Linked DNA regions of Mus musculus: all the other regions are linked to region 1. Evidence: chromatin contacts called from public HiCAR-type, HiChIP or PLAC-seq and promoter capture Hi-C data. All regions are on one chromosome and are shown on one strand. Each heading gives the region's core, a stretch centred on a gene start, on an enhancer-like site or on the middle of the called end of the contact. The rest is flanking DNA. Distances are from core to core; before and after follow the strand shown.

Region 1 (3,208 bases), core at 256-2,755:
CCACCCTTTCTGCAACTCTGGAGTGCTGGGATTAGAGTTTATGTGCCCGAGGAACGTTTTATTAGGTGCTGGAGACTGAAGCCAGTACATCATGAACTCTAGGCACTCTCTGTACCAACTCAACTCTATCCCCAGTCCCTGAGGCCTTTTACAAATCTCCTGACTTTACTAAGGGCAACCTTTTCTTTCCCACAAAACAACCACTACTTAAAACTGCATCAAAATTTGTCTCCAAAAGTTCCAACCAGCTCACTTTAACTCTGTATTCCCTCTGTATTGAGCTTAACACTAATTTAACAAGCATTTTGATAGATACTAGTTCCCTTTTTCTTTCTTAAAGGTATTTAATGGTTTGGTCTTGTTTGAGACAGGGTCTCTCTAAGTAGCTCTGGCTGTCCTGGAACTCACAGAGATCCAGCCGCCTCTGGTTCTGCCTCCCCAGAGCTGGCTGGCATTAAAGGCTTGTACCAGTGTGCCAGACTTTTCCTTTTTTTTTTTTTTTTTTTTTTTTTTTGTACCACATTCTTCCCACCCCTTACAGACCCATCCTCACTGTGAACATTGAATGTAGTCTCCACAGCATGCAGCTGTCAATACAAGGCCACTCTTCACAGGAGCAAACTTCGAAACAAGTGATAAAACCCAGTATCTTATACACCCAGGAAAACAGAGACTACGTAAAATAGAGCAATGCTGCGGAGGGGGGCGGGGGGGAAGGGAGGGGGCAGTCACCACAAGAAACCTTCCGGCATCTAGGGCTACATAGTGTGATCTGTCTCAAACAAACAAACGAAGTAAACAAATCAAAATAAAAGCCACCTTGCTGCCTGAGAGCGTAGCTCCGTGGTGGAACTTAAGACTGGAACGCACTGGTTAGAAAGACAAAAAACAGGTACGCTGTAACCTTCCGATGGATATTGCTATAAACTCTGAAGTCCTGAGAAGTTTTCCTCTTATGCACAATGATGAATACAACAACCTTTCTGTTTGGAAGCCCAGCCGATATTAACTAAAGCCAGGGAAAGGATAGCAGGGATTTACCCTTTCAGGCTGGAATGGGGCAAGCAGGTGACAAGCGGAAGGGATGTAGGACATTGGGAGAGAGGTCGCCCAGACTCCTCCCCTTCTCAGGAGCCACGATCCAGTTCACAGCTCCTCCGCACAGACCCTCGCCCGTCCGCAGCTGCAGAACCCCAGGCCCCGCAGGCGCCTCGCCGGAAACCAGCGTCGGTCCCCGCATCCCGAGGAAGGGTCAAGGGAGGACGCGTTCCCAAGGCCGCCTCCGGGGCCCAGCCGGCCCAGCCTCCCCCAAAGTGGAGCGACCTGGGAACCCTGAATGAATAGCTCGACAAGGCTGACAGTTATGTTACCTGGATGGAACTCTACAGACGGAAACGGCAGCTGTAGCCATTGCCCTTCGCCCCAACATCGCCTGTCTCAGCGACACTGACATTGAGACCGCCGCCATCTTCCTGTAGGCAAACGCCAGGATGCGAGTACGGATCCCCGCTAGGGACTCACTTCCTCCGTTCTCAAAGCAATGCGGCCGCAGTGAAACAGAGGCATGTTCTGTTTGTTTTCCTTTTGCGATTGAGGACCTAGAAAAGAAATTAAAGTTCTAGCTGAAAGAACTAAAGAGGGAAATGGATGAAAGGACTCAGTGAATGCAAATGATGCCTCTATAGAAAGTAATCCTTGTTAGTAAGGTTGGTCATTTACATTGAGGCTGAGAAGCCCAAAAGAAAACGCTTCGAAAAATGTAAACACCTGTAACTCATAATTTTTCAAAGAACTCGGAATATCTGAGGCTGGGCCCACTGGAAGAGCCGGAGGGCTTCTTGAGTCTTTGAGAAACTAAAGTAGTACTTTCCCAAAGTGTTGCCAGATTCCGTTTGCAAGCCTTCAGAACAGGCTGCACTCAGTTTGATGGTCTGTAGTTATAATAATCATATTTTCCACACTAAAAAGCTAGCCTCGCAAAAAAAAAAAAAGGAAGAAAGAAAGAAAGACCATATGGATTTACATGAAATCTAGTGGGGGCTGGGGATGTAGCTCAGTTGGTAGAGTGCTTGCCTACCTAGCATACAGGTACCAAAGGCTTGGTGATCTGCTCTTATAAGCCTTTGATTTGAGGTTGAGGGTAGAGTATGGAAGGTTGTCACTGGAACTACCAAGCAAACACCTCGCCCCCCCCCCCGCGCCCCACCCGGAAAAGGGGCGGAGCCATCTTGATTATTCTTCCTATCTCCATCATCCCTTCCATTTGTCACCCATTCCATTCCAATGGCCATTAAAAGTAACAAAAAGCAAAGATTATAAACGATAACCAGGTTTAAGTGTCCTATCTAATCGCACCTGGCTCCTCAGTGCTTCAACAAACCTTTTCTTTTCTTTTCTTTTTGTTTCCAAGTCTGCGATGTCAAATCCAGGGACAGGTGTGCAGTTCATCACTGATCTACATTCCTAGCTTCTTTGTTTCTTGTAAGAGACAGTATCTCTCGATGTTATCCAGGCTAGACTTCAACTTACCACCCTCCTTCTTCAGCCTCCAGAGTATTCACAGACCTTTTCATCCACTAATGTCTTCAACGTTGTTTCTCAAACGATACCCCAACACTGATGGGAGAACATTAGTTTTCATATTGATATAGCGTTGGCCTGGGTATTCACAATACCTGTCATGATTCTTTCTTAATGTACTTATTTATGTATGTATGCATACAAATGGGTGCCACGGCACATGTGGAGGTCAGAGAACAGCTTTCAACAGTCAGTTTTCTCATTCTAACTAATGTCATAGGTTTGGTGGCAAGTACTTTACCACTGAGCTGTCTAGCGGAGCCTCTTAGGGTGGTCCTTGGTTGCTCTTTTTGCCTCCATCTTTGAAATGTATTTAGAATTTGATTATGTTCCCTGCCTCTCCTAGTAGGACTCTGATCCAAACCACAGTCCCCCTCTGCAGGGATGTTTGCATTTGCCCAATCTGCTTCAGCTCAGCAATCAAAACTATGGGGTCAGAAGTCACACATTCCCCTCTTTTCTACTAAACACCTTTTCTAGCTCAGCTCATCCTCGGAAAAGCCAGACACCTTATTATAATATTTTTTAAGGCCAATGTAGGGACGAAGATGTAGCTCAGTGGTATGGCATTGGCTTATCGTGGACATATGCCTGAGTTCAGGCCTAACACTGGAAGGGAAAAAGACTC
Region 2 (3,208 bases), core at 303-2,802, 470 kb before region 1:
GCCATCAGGTTTTTCATCTGGTGAGACCCATATTTAAAGAAGGAAGAAACCGTGGCTTGGGCTGTGTATGTGTGGCTTGGGGGAAGACCTGAAGCCGACTGGAGGAAACTTTCCAGCAACTATAGAGCTTCAATCAAATTGGAATCGTGCACAGAATAAAATCTTGTATTCATGGTGGAAAACAGAGCATTGATTGAAACACATGCCATGTCCCACAAGGCTGGGAATTTCATGCCACGGGATGGTAGGGAATCCTGGCAGGGCAGGGGCTGGATGCCAGGGCAGGGCTTTTCAGCAAGCCAGCTTCTCATCCAGAAATATGTGGTGCCAGGACAATTCTCTGGCTGTTTGGATGCCTGGCCACCTACAGAATCTATAAAAGTTTAACTTTTAGAAAACTACCAATGAAACCAAAAATAGATTTATCCTTGGGTCCGAGTGCATATTTCTGTCGGCTGGTAAATTCAATCGGGGAAACACACACGTATGCGCGCACACACACACACACACACACACACACACACACACACACACACACACACAGGAGTCTTACCTGCAGCACTGGCAGTGTATATAGTACAAAGGAATGAAGAGGAGGCTGAAGACGTGCCCTCCCAACAGTACTTTAAACAGAGGCTCAGCCAGTAGATAGGGAAGGGAAGACCAAGGTCATAGTGTAAGATGGTCAAGTGTTTGCAGTGTTTGAAGGACTACTGCGTGGTTCAGAGGATAGCTGGGGTCCTCAAGGGCCAATGAAGTCCATAGCTACATGCCAAATGAGGACTTTGCAGCGCTGGTTCATTATGCAGACAGCCAACAAGTACCTACTGTGTTCTCGGCATCGCTGCATCTGCCAACTGTCTAACCCTGTTCCCAACAAAAACGGGCAAAGCTTAAGACCCTGAGGATCTTAACTGTAGGGCTGGCTGCCGGGCTGGCTACCAGACTTTTATCCAAAGCCCTGCTTTTACCCTTAACCTTTTATTTGTTCTCAAATAATTTATTCTCAATACACATGACCTCCTTCCTCTTTTCAAAAAGGAACAAGTAATAATTGACCCCGTGGAAAAAGGCTGCGACAGTCTAGGCATGGGAGACGGTGACAGCGGTACCCGTGAGAGTGGGATTACAATTCACACTGATCTGTTCCTTGCTTCCTGTTGCCCAGGGCCCTGGATTTTGTGTGCAGAACCTGGATTGAGAGCTGGGGCGGGGTTGGGAATATGAGGGGCTGCGCTGCGCTGATAGAAGGGGCTCCAAGCTGGGCTGTGTGTTGGGCTGCCAGACCCTTGCCCAGAGAAGCTAACTGGCAGCCAAGATACCTTAGGAAAATGAGCATCACGGCGAGCAGTTATTTGTCCATCTGGCGCCTTTCTGAGGAGCATAAAGCATTGAACTCATGCCTGCTAACATCCTCCTGAAGAAAGGAAGTGGCAGATAGTGTTAAATGTTACTGGTTAATCATGGGGAAGCTGAAGCACGGATAGGTTTATGGGCTCGAGCAGAGTCACACAATGCCGCAGTGTCTGGCCTGGGAATGAAGCCCGAGTTTGCCGCTCGCTGTCAGGACTGCCGACAGCATTGTGTCTCGCATTGTACAGCCATGAAAGGGGCTTACTCTTAACAATGCGAGGGCTGCTGTAGGAGACAAACCCAGTGACCTTTGGTACAGTATAGTCTAGAGGCCAAAGTGAGTAATTTTAAGTAAATTGACTATAAGATCCAAAGCTTCATTAGGTTTTAAAACAAGAAACAAATGAAAACTCTGTACAGTTTGGGGAGCCGATTTACAAAGCACGAACATTCCTCCCAGCTCTGAAATGGCACGTACTTAAAAGTTCTCTGGAGCTGGCTCAAAATATAACACTTTCTCTGTGAACCATGCCACTTGTTTTCAATACATATGTATTCCTAGGTTTCTGAGATAGGTTTCAAATATATATATATATATATATATTTTTGTACGTACTACGAGTCCAGTGTTTCTCTTCTACGGTGCTGTTTCCCCCTAGTCTAAGTTTGGAAGAGGGAGGAGGCTTTCTCTATCATTCAGATTTAGTTTGGGCTCCATCGGAGCAGTGGGGACTACAGAGCTGGGGAATTCTGGACAGTGGTGGAGCGAGCCCAGGGCACTGTCATGCTGGGTGACATTACAGGCTGTGTGACTCAGCCATGGGACAGAGCTGACACTCTGGGGAGGAATGGAAGAGGAAAGAGAGCAGAGTGTTATCGCTCAGTTGTCATCTGTCAGTGTCTGAGGCTCACCGACAGGAATCAAAAGATGACATAGATTTTGGTGGGCTTGGGTATAAAGTTGCTGTGTTTTGGATTTTAAAGAGAGCATGGAGATGAAATTGCATAACTTTGGGCAAAATCTGCCTGTCTGTCTGTCTATCTATGTATCTATCTGCCTACCTATCTAGTATGTGTGCGTGGCACAGCATCTGTAGAGGCCAGAAGATAGGGAACTCGTGGGAGTTAGCTCCTCACTTCTACCACATGGGGAAGAACTGAGGTCCTTCGTCTTGGTGGCCAGCATCTTTACTCCTTGAGCCATCCTGCAGCCTCGCACACTTCATGTTGTATTTAGGATTTATGGTAATTTGGTTCACATAGTGGGGCCAGTCCCCGTGCCCTCCAGAAGCTGGTCCAGAGGAACTACATGGGAAGAGCTGAGTGAGCCTTGTTTCCCCAAACAAAGACCAAAGCAGCCAGTCATAGCTGTGTAGTGCTGTCTGTCATTCATATATATATATATACTCACGCAGAGATATGTCTAGTCACGAGGAGCCTAAGGGATGAGGAAGAGTTGCGGACAGTGTGACCCAGTCTTCATGTGAATCCAAAAAGTGAGTGACATGGTGGTGTAGAGGAGGCTGGTGATTGTTGTGGTCATTAATCTTGTAGGAGATGGCATAGTGGGATGTAAGTAAAAGCCAAGGAAGAGCGACAGTGATGCCACAGTAGGGTGGGCAGCCATAGGCAGCAGCCTGGAATCATTAGGACTCCTCAGACTTAAAAAGAAGAGAGGAAATATGATTAGAGTTTAATAAATCCATGTAGAATATGGATCATAAAATTGTCTAACAGAAGTCAGCAAAAACCTCTTAAAACCTGAAGGAAAATGAACTTGGGGTAAAAAGAACCTCTAGTGTACTGAGAAAGTAGGTCTTGTACTTCAAAAACTGGTCTTTGGGGGACTTGGCGA
Region 3 (3,208 bases), core at 301-2,800, 430 kb after region 1:
AGAAAAAAATGAATAGAAACTGGAAGTACTAGAGGCCAAAAACCTTGAAAAGACTCACTCCACTAATAACTCAGAAAGGAGACAGCGTGTTTCCCCAACAAGATTTGGAATAGGCTGACAAAGAATTTTTTTTCTTTTTAACTAAGCTATTAAGTTAAATCCATCAACAGAAAAACCGCAGGAAAATGTGTGCCATTTGAAAACATTATTTCTTTTAACTTGTAAAAGAATTTTAAAAATTTTTACTGTTCAGTGCTGTGGATTGTGACTTTACACTAAGCAACATCTCAGCCCTAAGAATCTTGTAGAATAAAGAGGATATTTTCAAAATGAATGGCATTATCCTGATGTCATGGTCTCATAATTGGATTTTTAATATTTGAATAGAGTAAAACATTATTGAGCTTTGTCTTTGTCCTTGTTAAGATTTTATTTCTTATGTGTGTGGGTGTTTTGCCTGTATGAGTGTCTGAGCACCGCCTATGTGGATGCTGGGAATTGAACCTGCGTCCTCTGGCAGAGCAGCCTAGCACAGGCTTAACCCTGTCTCATCTCTGAGTCCACCAAAGGAAGTTTTTAGGAAGAGCTCTTAGGCAATTTTTGAGGTCCCACCTGCCCTCTCCGCCCCCAAGCAGGAATGATAGGCTCTAGCCTTTATATGCACCAGTTTGTTTGCAAAACCACATTGAACTATGCATTGTTTCTTAGCCTATTGAAGATATTGCTCATTGCTGTCACTGGAAACGACCCAGGAGCCCAGAGTGACTGTCAGTTTCCTCGTTTACCTAACAGCATGTGGACATAAATATTTAACCTTAATGTTTAGCAACCTTATCAAAATAAATGTTGATGCAAATCATAATCGGGCTTATTACTCCCCTCTGCCCACCCTTCCCCTTCTGCATTTCTATTTCTTCCTTGAACTGAGTACACCCATCTTGCCAACTATTTTCCTTCTGGAAATTTATTACCCAATTTTTACGTTCCCATAGCTTGACACAGAACGTGAAATGTCCTTTCCTTCCGTATTTGTTACTATTTTGGCAAATGTATTTGGCACAAGAATCTCCTCGGTGAGACTTCCTACAGCAGGTGACCCAGCCACGCCCCCCGCCACTCTCAACTGAAAGGTAAGGTTTTTACTAAGATTACAGTTGGAACACAGTTACGGTTAACCCGGACTGAGCGCCCAGCGAGGGCCACTTAAATCCACGTACCCACGCGACAACTAAGGCAGAGATGTGTACCTAGGAAGTCTGGATGGGGTCGCTGGCTCAGAAACTCCTGAGCGCCTAAAACACTGAAGTGACAGTCAGATACCGTCTCCACGCTGCGAATAAGAACCCGGATCCCACACTGGATGGAGGGGCCGCATAGGTTAGCCTGGGGAAGGCCACCCTGCCGGGTCACACAAGAGGTCGCAGCACTGGGATCCAAAAGCAGAGTAAACTTTTGTGGGTGCAGGAGGCGTGGCGGGGCGGAGCGAAGTGTACGCAGGCGCAGTGTCCACACGCCCGGGGTTGAGCACCACCCAGAAGGTGGAGCATCCGGCTGCGCATGCGCTCTGAGTCACCGGCGCCTCTAGGGGTTGGAGAACTGGCTTCGCGGTGTGTAGCGGGATGGTTCCTAGGTGCCAGGTAAGAGTTGGTTCGCGCGGCTGGGGCGCCCCTTCCTCTCTAACTCCTCCCGGGTTCCGGGTCTTGCGCCTGCTGCTCGCTGAATGTCAAGTTCTGTCCCCGAACTCTGGTGTCCAGGTCATGGCCTTCACGACCGATTACCTAGACGGTTTTTTTCCCTACCATTCCGGATGATTTATTTTGACACTTTTTAAAATTAAAACGCTCCTAGTTAGGAATTATTGTGAGGAAATGCGCATCACCCAATGATTGACAGGCTCAGGATAGTTTGCAGCAGCCGTGATTATTGTGGAGAGACCGAGTTGTACTGAGTGACAGGTGAGACCTTGTGCACAGTCAGGTCCCTTAGTTCCCAGGCTGATTACACGGGTTTGGCCTAGAAACTACCAGTTGATCCTGTAATTCAAGCCCATTTGCTTTGCTGCATGTCAAATGTTCTGTGTTTTGTAACTCAATCGTAATGTAGGACGGAATCAAAGGTCATTTGACCACTGTGAAATGAAAGCTAGGCCTTTGCTGACTGGGTTATTTAATTTACTTGTGTAATCCACCCCCTGACTCAGACCTCTGTCTCTGCTTCGCGGCTGATGGAAGAATCGATTCCGTGTCAAGTCAGACTTAGCATGTTTTCTAAGGAAATTTAGTAGGATTTTAATGCTGCCACACAAGCTTGAGATTGTGAGAGGTCTGAACAGTAGGCAGAAATCAGAAGTGATTTTAAAGCGTTTGTCTCAAATATGAATCTATAGATATATGGAAGTGTTTTGTTTGTTTGTTTATGTTTTTCGAGACAGGGTTTCTCTGTGTAGTCCTGGCTCTCCAGAACTACACTCTGGTAGACCAGGCTTGTCTTGAACTCACATAGATCTGACTGCTTCTGCCTCCCCAGTTCTGGGTTTAAAGACATGTGTCACCACCACCAGGCCAATACTGAAGTTTTGTGAGCCATTGCATTTGGGGAGCGAGGAGCCTTCTTGGTGCGGGTTATTTAGACTATCCTCTCTCCTTTCAGATTGACGTGTTGTATTTTGCAAAAAGTGCTGAAATAGCCGGAGTTCGCTCGGAGACCATTTCTGTGCCACAGGAAATCAAAGCGTCAGAGCTGTGGAAGGAGCTAGAGAGTCTCCATCCTGGGTAGCTAACGTTATAGAGTGCATATGATGAACATGTAAAGGTTTCTAAAATGTGTAAATTACGTGTGAGTGTGCGTATGTGTGTTCTCACACAAGAGTACTAGTTCTTTTAAAATTCTTGAAAATTTAAAACTCTGGTATTTAGAAACATCCAAGTACCACAAGGAACACCATAGATAATTTACTAGAAAAGCAGTCAAGTGGATGCCCCCTAGATATGTTTATGTAATTTACAATCATTTTTCTAATTTCTAAGACAGAAAAATGCAAGTTCTGCCTTTTATAGCCTAAGATGAAAAATTGAAAGATGCTGTTAAAAAGATACATTATAAACCTTTCTGTCCTTTTCTCTCTTTTAAAATACTCAAAAGTTTCTGAGATTGAAAGAAAAATGAAGTATAACAGACCCTACATGCTTCTGAGCTTGGGTTTTATAAT
Region 4 (3,208 bases), core at 319-2,818, 380 kb before region 1:
ATCTTTGCCCCTTTTCTGTTAGCAGATAGAAACCTAGGCTTTTGCAAGACTAGATAAAACATACACTGCCCAAGTACCCTTTAAGGAAATGCCAGGTCTCCTTGGCTCACAGAGAGCTGAGCCTCCTTTACCTCCTGGGCCTTGAGTGCCATCATCGTCACCTCAGTACAGGAGAAACCATTCAGGCTTTGGATTCATGCAGACATGGACTTGTTCGTATCACAGGCAGCTTTTGAAGTCAGGTCAACACTTACACTAAAAGCACGCTTACGCCTATCAAAAGGCGGAGGTGTAGCCTGTGAGCCTTGCTGTGATGCTGGAAGTCATGCAGGCAGAGCATCCAGCAGAGCAAGCGTCTCACTAATGCTGGCTCCTAAAACTCTGACTCATATTCCTTGTTCGTCTTACCCAGAGCTGTCCAAATATTATGCAGGCACCCAAACGGGAGCCATACTGTTCATCATTATTCTAATAATCACATGAAAATAAGAAGCAGAAGTGAAACTCGTTTAGTTATTTATTATTTAAATAACTCGTTAATTGTACTTTAACTTGGCATTATAAATCCTGTAACACTGACATTAACATAGTTAGAAACTGCTGTCTTTGCTCTTTCTCTCTGTTTAAGGCTCCGAGACGCTCTCTGATGCTTTTTTAAGTGCTCAAAAGTTGGATCTGACTAGTAGCTGGAGGGTGACCAGCATGGCTTTAGGCCATACGTGAAAGATACCAGGTGAACATATACTCTTGTGGCAAAAAAGCCACAACCGAACATAATAGAAATAGCTCCCTTTATGATAAACCAATGGTGATTGTCTTCAGTTTTCTTCTTGTTTATAGCAATAGGGGAATACTGCCCACATCGGCCCCAGTAAATCGGCCAGACTAGTATATGATCGTCACATAGTATGTCTGCATTTGTGAGTCAGAATGCTACCTCTGAATTTCTTCTGACAGAGCTCGAGAAAAAGAAATGTATTATACAAGCCTGACTCATTCCGCAGAGTGGGCAAGATAAATGGTGGGAAAACCCAAACCAGCTTCTCTGTGACCCTCCGAGATTCCGCTGGTGCCCTAAGAAAAATGTTAAAAATGGTGCGGTCAGAACAGGAATGTCCCAGCCCAGAGGAGCGCAGTGGAGGGAGAAATGCTAATTTAAAAAGAAGCTTGTTAGCATCATAGCCACCTCTAATGGCCATATAAATATTAATAAAGCTTTAAACACCTCCCAGATTAGCTTTATTTTTAAATCAAAAGTGCAAGACAGGGAAGTGGTAATTTGTGTTAGTCCAGCAGATATGAAATTAATTGAGATAAAAACAAGAAGTAGCAGGCAAGCCCTTTGGGTGAAGAAAATAATGAGTTGTTCTAACTCGTTTCGACAGTCGCAAGAGAAACATCGGGAGACGTGAGTTCACGGTACTGAGTTTGGAGTCTGTCATTACACATCAGCGCCCCTCCACACCAGAAACGGGAGAAAAAGCAGTTCTGTCCAGGATTGGCTCCTCTCTGGTCCGATTGTACCCAGTGAGAAAGCTGCATCCCTTCCCAGTCGGTGACCTCTCAGCCTCCTGGGGCAGGGCTGCTGCTTGATGCTCCAGAGGGAGGGTCTAGTGAACACAGGGACCTCATTGTGTTCTCCAGGTCTGCTGTGCATTTCCCAACAGTTTGGCAACGCTGTGGAACCCAACTACAAAATCCTCCTATTTCCTAGGGAATGTCTGTCAAGCCACAGAAACGCCAACCTCTCCCTGCCCCTGGAAGATGTTGCCAGTTGCACTCACTGACACACTGCACCCCAGGAACCCCCGACAAGGAACCATGTTTATTATCAGCAGTTTAGTTTTTAGCTTAGTGTATTATTTTTTTTTATATTATTATTACTCCTAGCATCTAAGACTTTGTGTATGGGGAATTTCCTTTTGCAGTTATGCAGAATGCTTCGACTGGTACCTAGGAGCACGAAGGAGAGAGGGCTGCCCAACTAGACATCTACCAGGCAAGGCGAGGTACTTGAGAGAAACTAGCTCAGGGAGCTGATTCCCGAGGTGCTGGGCCTCACCATCTCCAGCCTCTGCTCCTCTGGCCTCCGTGTTCCCTTCCAGCTGTTTCTGTTCATATCCCGGGGAAGGAATGTGTCCTTTCCCATTCTCATTTCTGAAGCCAGCTCCTTTCCTCTGTTAACTCCCCTTATTTTGTATTCATTTTCTTGTTCAATTTTTTTTCCTGATCTAGAACCTGACTGAAGGTACCAGTTGTAAAACCTGATAGTCACTCTCATCCAAGTCCCAAATGCTGTGGTTTTAGCCTTTATTTGTTTGATGAAATAGCTTGAAAAGTAACGTTACTTTTTTTGTTATTTGGGTTGAAGTAAGGACAAGCCCTAAATTGCCATAACCCCAAGTAAATTGCTCTAAATTCTGTACCATACACACTGTGGGGAGACTTGTGACTCAATACAAGGAGCCAAATAACTGGCATAGATCCTTTAAGAAAGGACACAGTGAGGCAGTTTATTTCCAGTATTTTATGAGATGGATTATATTCACATGACGTCCATTTTTTAATAGCTCTGCTGTTCCATTCTTGTCATAAAAGCAACCATTACCAAAACTTGTCTGCTTTTCTAGACCATCCTAATCCTTTCTTGCATTCTACAGACAGATAGATTACAGTATACTCACTTTAAACCACTGCCCAGCCCTCTGCCGACCGTGTTGCCACGTTTCAATAGTTGCTGGCCTTACTGGGCTTTGGTTTTAAGGGCAAATGGTGCATAGGTTTCTAGGAACTCCAGAGAAGATGTCTGTCTCCATGGGGTCTGCTCCAGGAGACTCATGCAGGGCAGACTGAGATCCATAGGGAGGCAGATGGGGAAGGCCATGACTGTCACCTGCCCTGGTTCTCCCTCTAGAGTCTGTATTATTTCTCTAGTGTGTGTAAGATCCACTCCTACTTCTGACTGACGCTAACTTTCCACTTCTGAAATTCGGGAGCCTTTAAAAAGTGGTTCTCTTGTCTTTTGGGAAAGTCAAGCTCTTCATTTCTTTTTATCAAAAACAAAAACAACAAAAAACAAACAAACAAACAACAAAACCTCTGTCCTATCCGTTGGTTCCTCTGAGATTGCGTCATCCTGTAGTCTGTGTGTGTGTACCTGTCTGGAGGCATCTCTCTGTGTATTTGTTGATTCGTCTTCCCATCAGTG
Region 5 (3,208 bases), core at 267-2,766, 370 kb after region 1:
GGTTCCATTATACTTCACAGCTCTTAAAGTGCCCTCACCATTTATTTTCTGGTTCCTTTTTGGTACAAACTTAAGCGTTATCCTTGGTTCTTCATTCCATCTCCATCTCCTTCAAGATAACATCTACTAGCACATCTTGTTGGTTCATATTTCCCAGTTAGATATCAATTCAAGATGGCACTTTTCTCTTACCTAATCTACTCTAAGATGCTATTTTAGTTTAGTTCCTATAAGCTATTTTTGCTATGGAGTCCTGGTTCCTTGGCATTTCTCTGTTCCCCACAGACAATTCATAAAACATCTATAGTGATCTTAGAACTTTTTATCTTGATGGTGAGGACAAAGTAAATGCATTGCAATAACCATTACCAATTGTGATAAATGTGGTAAAGGAAATCAACACAGTGATGTGAAAACTGGGAAGGAGGCCACACACATCCTGTCAATGAGGAGCATCTGATGAGGGCGCCTCAGCAAAGGCACAAAACTCATGGCTTAAGCAACATTCACTTTCTCGTAGCCATGGAGGGTACCAGGCCAAAATCCACAAGTCATAGGAGTTGGTTCCTGGTTCTTCTTGCTGTGTTTTCCCATGACTTTACTTACATCTTTCATCAAAAGAAGAGGAGAGGGGAAAGGAGAGGAGAGGAGAGGGGGAGAGAAAGAGAGAAGAGGTGTTAAGAGACAATTTGAGTTACTTCCTGTAAGGATACCTTCTAAATTAGGGCCCTACCAATTATGTCTTCCCTTAATGGTAAATAATTCCTTAAAGATCTTATCTCTTAACACAGTTGCATTTGGGGTTAGGACCTTGGATTTTAGGGAGAATATGAGTCCTCCTGTAATAGGGAGGTTGGGGAGGCTTTTAAAATAGACACCACACATAAGATCTGGGACCTGAGTGAAGTAGCTTATTGAAGAATGAGAAGATGCAAGGCTCTTTCACATCATGGGTTTTGGTTGTCATTAGAAAAGCAAATAAATAAACCTAGCTCTTTCTTTATTAATGGTAAGAGTTTTGTTTGTAATCAGTTCTATCATCTTCAGATATTTAGCCAAACTAGCATTTAGGTAACGTTGGAAACTTTACAAGGAAATTGATCAGAATTGAAGTTTTGCTTCCAATCCAAAGCTAACAGTCCTCTTAGAAACTGGTTCATTTGTACTGTGAAGGATACGTTCTTGGGAAGTCTTAAGAAGTGGCCATATGCCTGCTCCAGTAGTGGCGATTTAAGAACATTTCCTAAAGCTACTATGAAAGAAAAAAATTCCCAGAATGTCCTAACAGTCTCCTTCACTGATAGGCATGGAGATTCTTAATCTCAGCGTCAGTGAACTGAAAAGGAGAACTGAGATCACATGTAGGTAGAATCTCTGTATGGGCTGCCAATAGAGGCTTTCCGAGGTAGCTTTCCGCTGTTTACCCAAGGAACAACACCAGACAGATATGGTTGAGACGTGCTCTGAGGCAGGAATGAGCAGTGTAAAACACTGAAATCCTTCCACAAGCACCAACCACACCCCATTTTCATTATCTTCAAGCAGGGAGGTGAACAGGGAGGACGTCTAAGTACAATAGGCATGGTTTCTGCTTGATTCACTCTTTCCTACCTCAGACAGTCATTATCACATGCAGCAGAGAACATCGTGCCCAGCTCAAATCCAACAATCGTTTCCCTTTACCCAGAGGGTTTAGGGATTGATAACTGTCTCCTTTTCTCTGTGCCATCACACAGTGTCTATGGGAACATTCATTCTAGCCCTCACCTGATCAAGAAATCTATTTTGAAAATTTTATCAAAGTCCATAGCTGTCTGTTAAAAAGGTACACAGGGAAAATAATACATGCTGTATATGCTGCCTCCCAGGAACATGTGTTCTTGTAGGATGGATTGTCTCTGACACACATCCCTGGCATACAACACTACTGGGTGGTTTTCTCAAGTAATGGCCAAGGGAAACTGATATTTAACTTCATTTACATTGCATTCTGCACTGACTGCAATTCTGCAAACATAGAACTAATTAAACATGAGGCATATCTGCTTTTCTATGGATTAACTTGTACACATAGCTTAATTTCCCTCAATGGATAAAATAGTAAAAGCTTTAAAAAATTTCTATGAAAATCTATGTGATTGTAATTATTGCAGTAATAGGGGAAAAAGAATTAATTATACATTTCCCTTTGTATGCCATGTAAAAATGTCTGTAGATACACAAAATATTTTTTACAATTTAAGTATGTATGTTTAAAGCACATATACTGTCCTTCCCACCCAGTTGTGTGTGTGTGTGTGTGTAAGCTATAATTTCTGACGATTAAAATCATTAAGAATTGTTAAAGCAATATTTAGTGGTCTCTCAATGCCAATGACTTAGGTAAACTATCTGCGTCTTGTAAACGTTTCCAAGAAACCCTGTGAACCCTCCGTCATTTGCTCCAAGGACTCACTTTAGGAACATTTGGTTTTCAGTTGGTGCTAATAATCTTTTCCCCCTTACAAATAATTCCACGTTTACTTAAGTACAGATGGTATCTGTCTGTGGCCAGAAAAACACTTTCTAAGATGCACCCTAGCTCAAGTAACTAAAAAGCATCTTCAGCATAAACACACAGTCACAAGAGAGAGGCACCAAACACGAATCCCCCAAGAGCATCGTCACTGGCTTTCTCCAACTTACAGGTCTGAGTAGGTTAATGTTTAAATGTCAAATCTAGAAGACAAGTGTGTCAGAGATTGAAAACTGACCAAATGGTTCTACACATAACTCAGTGGGAACGGTAACTTAGCAGCTCCCCCAACTCCCAATTCCATGTTGAAAACAAGATCATGTCTATATCCCAAAACCCTGCCAGATAGAAAGGATCACAGCTTTTAAATGAGCTTAGAGACCAAGTATGGTAATATGAGTCCCAGACACTTGATGGAAAAGACTGGTGAATTCATTTCTCATAATTTAAATATTCCCCTTAAATCCCTATTGGCATAGAATTAGCTTTTAAAACTTGAATGCCAGAGAATGAGGAGATATTGGTAATACAATAGTGATGATAGCTATATCTGTACCTATGGGCTCTGCAGTAATTGACTAAAATACATAAACATCTGGAAGCTAGTTTAGTTCTTGTTCATCTCTCATCAATTACATGGCCAATGAGCTGTTGTTGTTGTTTTTTTTTCTAAAAGAGACTATTATTAGAATT
Region 6 (3,208 bases), core at 481-2,980, 340 kb before region 1:
ACACACAGCAGACAATAGGAATTATAGTTCTTAGCAAGCACCGAGCATACATTAGCTACCTTCGTGAGCCCTGGAAGTACTGTGACCTTCATATAGCTCGATCCTGCCCATAGATGTACCGTTGACTTTTATTTTGAAAATATCAGAAAGTTGGGGCCTGAGGAGATGGCTCAACAGTTAGGAGCGTGGACTGATTTTGAAAAGGCAAGTGAGTTTGATTCCCAGCACTCACATGGTGCTCACAGCTACCTGTATGTAATTTCAGCTCCGGTGGATATCTACAAATACATATGCACATACAAGCACATACAAACACATGTAAAAATAAATATTTGTAAAAGAGAATAACTGCGGATTGGAGAGATGGCTCAGCGGTTAAGAGCACTGGCTGCTCTTCCAGAGGTTCTGAGTTCAATTCCCAGGAACCACATGGTGGCTCACAACCATCTGTAACAGGGATCTAATGCCCTCTTCTGAAGACAGCGATAGTGTACTCACATATATGAAATAAATAAAAAAAAAAGAATAACTGTAAATATATATATACATATACATATAAACATACATGCATACACACTTACATATGTATATTAGAGAATTATTTAAATGTAGTTCAGAGACACTTGATGTACCCATCACAGTTCCCACAGGTACATTTTTTGAACCTTTACAATAAACATCAGAATGAGGGTCCGGGATTGGTCTGGTGTATGCCTACCCCCAAGTCGGCTTTTCCTGTGGGTAAATCTCTGTGATACCCCTGAGATTCCTCATCAGCTCCTCATTGTTGCTAGCTTTCTGTGATGGGCTGACAGCAGCCACTTCACGATGTGTTTTTACTCTCACCTCCCTCCAGGTTCTGCTGCTTCGTTTTGCACGTCTTCCCAGGAGTGATTTCACCATCTTAAATAAGTTTATTTCAATTCACCTTAAATGCTTTAAACCCATCTACTGTAGGATCTTTCTAGTGTGTTCTAGCTGTGATACTATACATCTATTTGTCAGTGTTTGCCTAATTTTAATGAAAGGTAGAATGCCTTCTTTCTGAGTGTTAGCTTCTATATCAACCAGGCTTGTGATTGCCTGAAACATCCCCTCTGGCGGTTCAGGCAGTTTCAGATGGGGGAGTGGAAGGGGTGGGAGGTGCTGCCATTCGGGCTCCAGTCCAGGTTAACTGAGCCCTTATGGGGCTGGAGAGATGGCTCAGTGGTTAGGTGTGCTCGTGGCTTTTCCCAAGTGCCAGGGTTCAGTTCCCAGCTCCCACATGGCAGCTCACAGCTGCTTGTAATTCCAGTTCCTGGGGATCTGACGGCCTCACGCAGACAGACAGACAGACAGAACACCAATGTATGGATGTAAATTAAAAATAAATACATCATTCAGAAAAACTGAGCCCTTTGTTCTGCCCTCCAGCATTTCCTTATATCTCTCTCCTCAGTCATGAAGGTGGCTTCCTATCTGCTGCTTGAAGGACACTTCAGGCCACGATGGCTTGGATTTGTTCATAAACAAAGTCTAACCGAAGGAAAGAAGCGTGCATTGTTTATATTCATGTTTTCATTTCTTTCTTTCTTTCTTCCTAACGTCCCAGCTTGTATCAGTTACCATGTCTGTTGTTTCTAGAACTTTCTTCAGTCGTTGTTTCAGGACAGGCATGCTGGTGACACACTGGTGACACATTCTCAGCCCTCCTTCGTTGAGGGTGTCCTTGTTTCCCTTTCATTTCTGAAGGTTGTTTTCACTAGGAGTGAGATGCCGGTTGAAAGGCTTTTCCTTTCAGCGCCTGGACAGGTCGTGCTAGTTCCTTCCGGCTCACAAGGCCTCTGCTGGGAATGTGGGGTCCTTTAAGTATTTATCCTTGAGGTGGCAGCCCTCTCGCTCCATTCAGCCCTCTCTGAAAGGTTTTTTTTTTTTTTTTTTTTTAAGAAGCTTGATTATAGTGTGTCAAGATACAATTTCTCTTCGGTGTCTTGGCTGTTCCAGCTTCTCACAGCCTTTTATATCTGTAGGCTTTTACAAATGGGGGGAATGTTCCTTCACTGTTTCTCGCTTTCCTTTTCTTGAAGTTAAGGATGCCCCAGCCCAGGACGGCACGCATGCTAGGCTAGCCCTATTCTGCCATTATTTCTCTGAGTGGAGAGGAGCCCTCCCCACCCTCTTTCCCTTTTTCTTCTTGGGCTCCAGATGCAAACAAGGGAGATGTTTTTGTCCCCTGGGTTTCTGAGCTGTGGCTGCTGTTTGCCTTGGTCCCTGACTTGGTCCTGGCTTTCACTGGCTTCACAGGGCTTGCTCATTTTCTCTTCATTGTTCAGAGTGAGTCCTGGCGATTGCTGTTGGGAGAACTGAATCACAGTGCTTTCCTCTGAGAGTGTGCAGGGGGATTTGACCTCACGTCTGTACAGTTCAGCTCTAACAGGGATGCTTGGTTTTACTGTCCTGCTTCCTGACAGCTTCGTCTTTCTTTTCAGTATATGTCATGAATCTTTCTCATTGTTTGCCAAGACTCTTTTGTGGCCACACATAGTGACCCATACTTACAATCCCAGCACTCAGGAGGCTGATGCAGGAGGATTATGAGTTCAGGTTCATGCTGTACTGCATAAAGAGACTGCATCTCAAACCAAAAACAAAAGAGAAAACATTTTAGTGGTAGCTGATGAGAAATCCCTGTCAAGGAAGTCTAACATCTATCATCTTGGTATTGATGTCTATTAACTTTCTCACCCAAATTACAGTTATCCTGGTTTGTGGCACAGGACTGGTTTGCCACTGAACTCTGGACATACAGCTATGATTTTTTTCCCCCTCCAATGCATATGAGTGTTTTGCCTGCATATATGTATGTGTACCATATGCATGCCTGGTGCCCACAGAGGCCAGAAGAGGGTACCTGAGAGAACTGCAGTTACAGATGGTTGTGTGCTAGCTACCATGTCGGTGCTGGGAACTGAACCTGCATTCTCTGGAAAAATAGCCAGTACTCTTAACCACTGAGCCATGTTTCCAGCCGCGCAGGCAGTGATTTTTTTTATAAACCATGATCCTTTTTCAGAATCCTCTTGATACTTCTGCTACTCTGATACTTCTCTGCCTCTCTACTGGAGCCTGAGCTTGGAATGTCTGACTCCTAACTAGGTCTTCATTGACCCTTGCTGGGTAGTCACACCCCACTATTACTTGGCTGAATAAAGGCTCCAGGTCCATTAGA

The links. Promoter capture Hi-C pulls out the DNA fragments that hold promoters and counts their contacts. HiCAR-type assays count read pairs that join an accessible place to other places. HiChIP or PLAC-seq counts read pairs in DNA pulled down with a chosen protein or histone mark.
Region 2: a HiCAR-type map of astrocytes shows a contact between it and region 1, with 2.8 times the contacts expected there. The contact joins the enhancer-like site here to the promoter of Ndufs4 in region 1. A contact is called at or near these places in 3 of 39 promoter capture datasets (the C10 cell line, the HPC-7 cell line and hippocampal neurons), 6 of 115 datasets of contacts at active chromatin or transcription factors (astrocytes, bone marrow-derived macrophages, embryonic forebrain and 2 more) and 3 of 9 other capture datasets (adipose tissue, embryonic stem cells and macrophages).
Region 3: a promoter capture Hi-C map of liver shows a contact between it and region 1, with 2.6 times the contacts expected there. The contact joins the promoter of Mocs2 here to the promoter of Ndufs4 in region 1. A contact is called at or near these places in 15 of 39 promoter capture datasets (3T3-L1-derived adipocytes, the C10 cell line, the HPC-7 cell line and 11 more), 1 of 484 Hi-C or Micro-C datasets (CD4 T cells), 2 of 115 datasets of contacts at active chromatin or transcription factors (astrocytes and stem cell-derived neural progenitor cells) and 1 of 9 other capture datasets (pancreatic islet).
Region 4: a promoter capture Hi-C map of second pharyngeal arch cranial neural crest shows a contact between it and region 1. The contact joins the enhancer-like site here to the promoter of Ndufs4 in region 1. A contact is called at or near these places in 3 of 39 promoter capture datasets (the 3T3-L1 cell line and second pharyngeal arch cranial neural crest), 5 of 115 datasets of contacts at active chromatin or transcription factors (the SCID.adh cell line, bone marrow-derived macrophages, embryonic forebrain and 1 more) and 1 of 9 other capture datasets (adipose tissue).
Region 5: an H3K27ac HiChIP or PLAC-seq map of extraembryonic endoderm stem cells shows a contact between it and region 1, with 5 times the contacts expected there. The contact joins the enhancer-like site here to the promoter of Ndufs4 in region 1. A contact is called at or near these places in 7 of 39 promoter capture datasets (the 3T3-L1 cell line, HPC-7-derived erythroid cells, cranial neural crest and 3 more), 1 of 15 datasets of contacts at CTCF or cohesin (the NIH/3T3 cell line), 1 of 484 Hi-C or Micro-C datasets (the 3T3-L1 cell line) and 3 of 115 datasets of contacts at active chromatin or transcription factors (extraembryonic endoderm stem cells, heart atrium and stem cell-derived neural progenitor cells).
Region 6: a contact with region 1 is called in an H3K4me3 HiChIP or PLAC-seq map of embryonic stem cells, with 2.5 times the contacts expected there. The contact joins the enhancer-like site here to the promoter of Ndufs4 in region 1. A contact is called at or near these places in 7 of 39 promoter capture datasets (the 3T3-L1 cell line, cranial neural crest, embryonic stem cells and 2 more), 3 of 115 datasets of contacts at active chromatin or transcription factors (double positive thymocytes, embryonic limb bud and embryonic stem cells) and 1 of 9 other capture datasets (adipose tissue).

What each region holds. Positions count from the first base shown.
Region 1 is chr13:114,386,589-114,389,796 of GRCm38.p6, forward strand. It overlaps Ndufs4 (NADH:ubiquinone oxidoreductase core subunit S4), which reads right to left and starts at 1,506. Exons shown (of 5, transcript NM_010887.2): 1 at 1,371-1,506. The coding sequence starts at 1,468.
Region 2 is chr13:113,916,724-113,919,931 of GRCm38.p6, forward strand. All of the region lies in intron 1 of Arl15 (ADP-ribosylation factor-like 15), which reads left to right. Among named protein-coding and RNA genes, the nearest start is that of Arl15, 120 kb to the left of the region's middle. Within about 2 kb of position 1,553, at least 56 of the 459 cell types and tissues checked have an H3K27ac peak or open chromatin away from gene starts, as enhancers often do. A contact at or near this core is called in astrocytes, embryonic forebrain and hippocampal neurons, where this site is marked.
Region 3 is chr13:114,816,687-114,819,894 of GRCm38.p6, forward strand. It overlaps Mocs2 (molybdenum cofactor synthesis 2), which reads left to right and starts at 1,551. Exons shown (of 6, transcript NM_001113374.1): 1 at 1,551-1,637. Gm34790 (a long non-coding RNA gene) reads right to left here and starts at 1,538. Exons shown (of 3, transcript XR_382937.4): 1 at 1,248-1,538.
Region 4 is chr13:114,009,668-114,012,875 of GRCm38.p6, forward strand. All of the region lies in intron 4 of Arl15 (ADP-ribosylation factor-like 15), which reads left to right. Among named protein-coding and RNA genes, the nearest start is that of A430090L17Rik, 140 kb to the right of the region's middle. Within about 2 kb of position 1,569, at least 47 of the 459 cell types and tissues checked have an H3K27ac peak or open chromatin away from gene starts, as enhancers often do. A contact at or near this core is called in second pharyngeal arch cranial neural crest, where this site is marked.
Region 5 is chr13:114,754,360-114,757,567 of GRCm38.p6, forward strand. No RefSeq gene overlaps it. Among named protein-coding and RNA genes, the nearest start is that of Gm34790, 62 kb to the right of the region's middle. Within about 2 kb of position 1,517, at least 4 of the 459 cell types and tissues checked have an H3K27ac peak or open chromatin away from gene starts, as enhancers often do. A contact at or near this core is called in extraembryonic endoderm stem cells, where this site is marked.
Region 6 is chr13:114,046,566-114,049,773 of GRCm38.p6, forward strand. All of the region lies in intron 4 of Arl15 (ADP-ribosylation factor-like 15), which reads left to right. Among named protein-coding and RNA genes, the nearest start is that of A430090L17Rik, 100 kb to the right of the region's middle. Within about 2 kb of position 1,731, at least 11 of the 459 cell types and tissues checked have an H3K27ac peak or open chromatin away from gene starts, as enhancers often do. A contact at or near this core is called in embryonic stem cells, where this site is marked.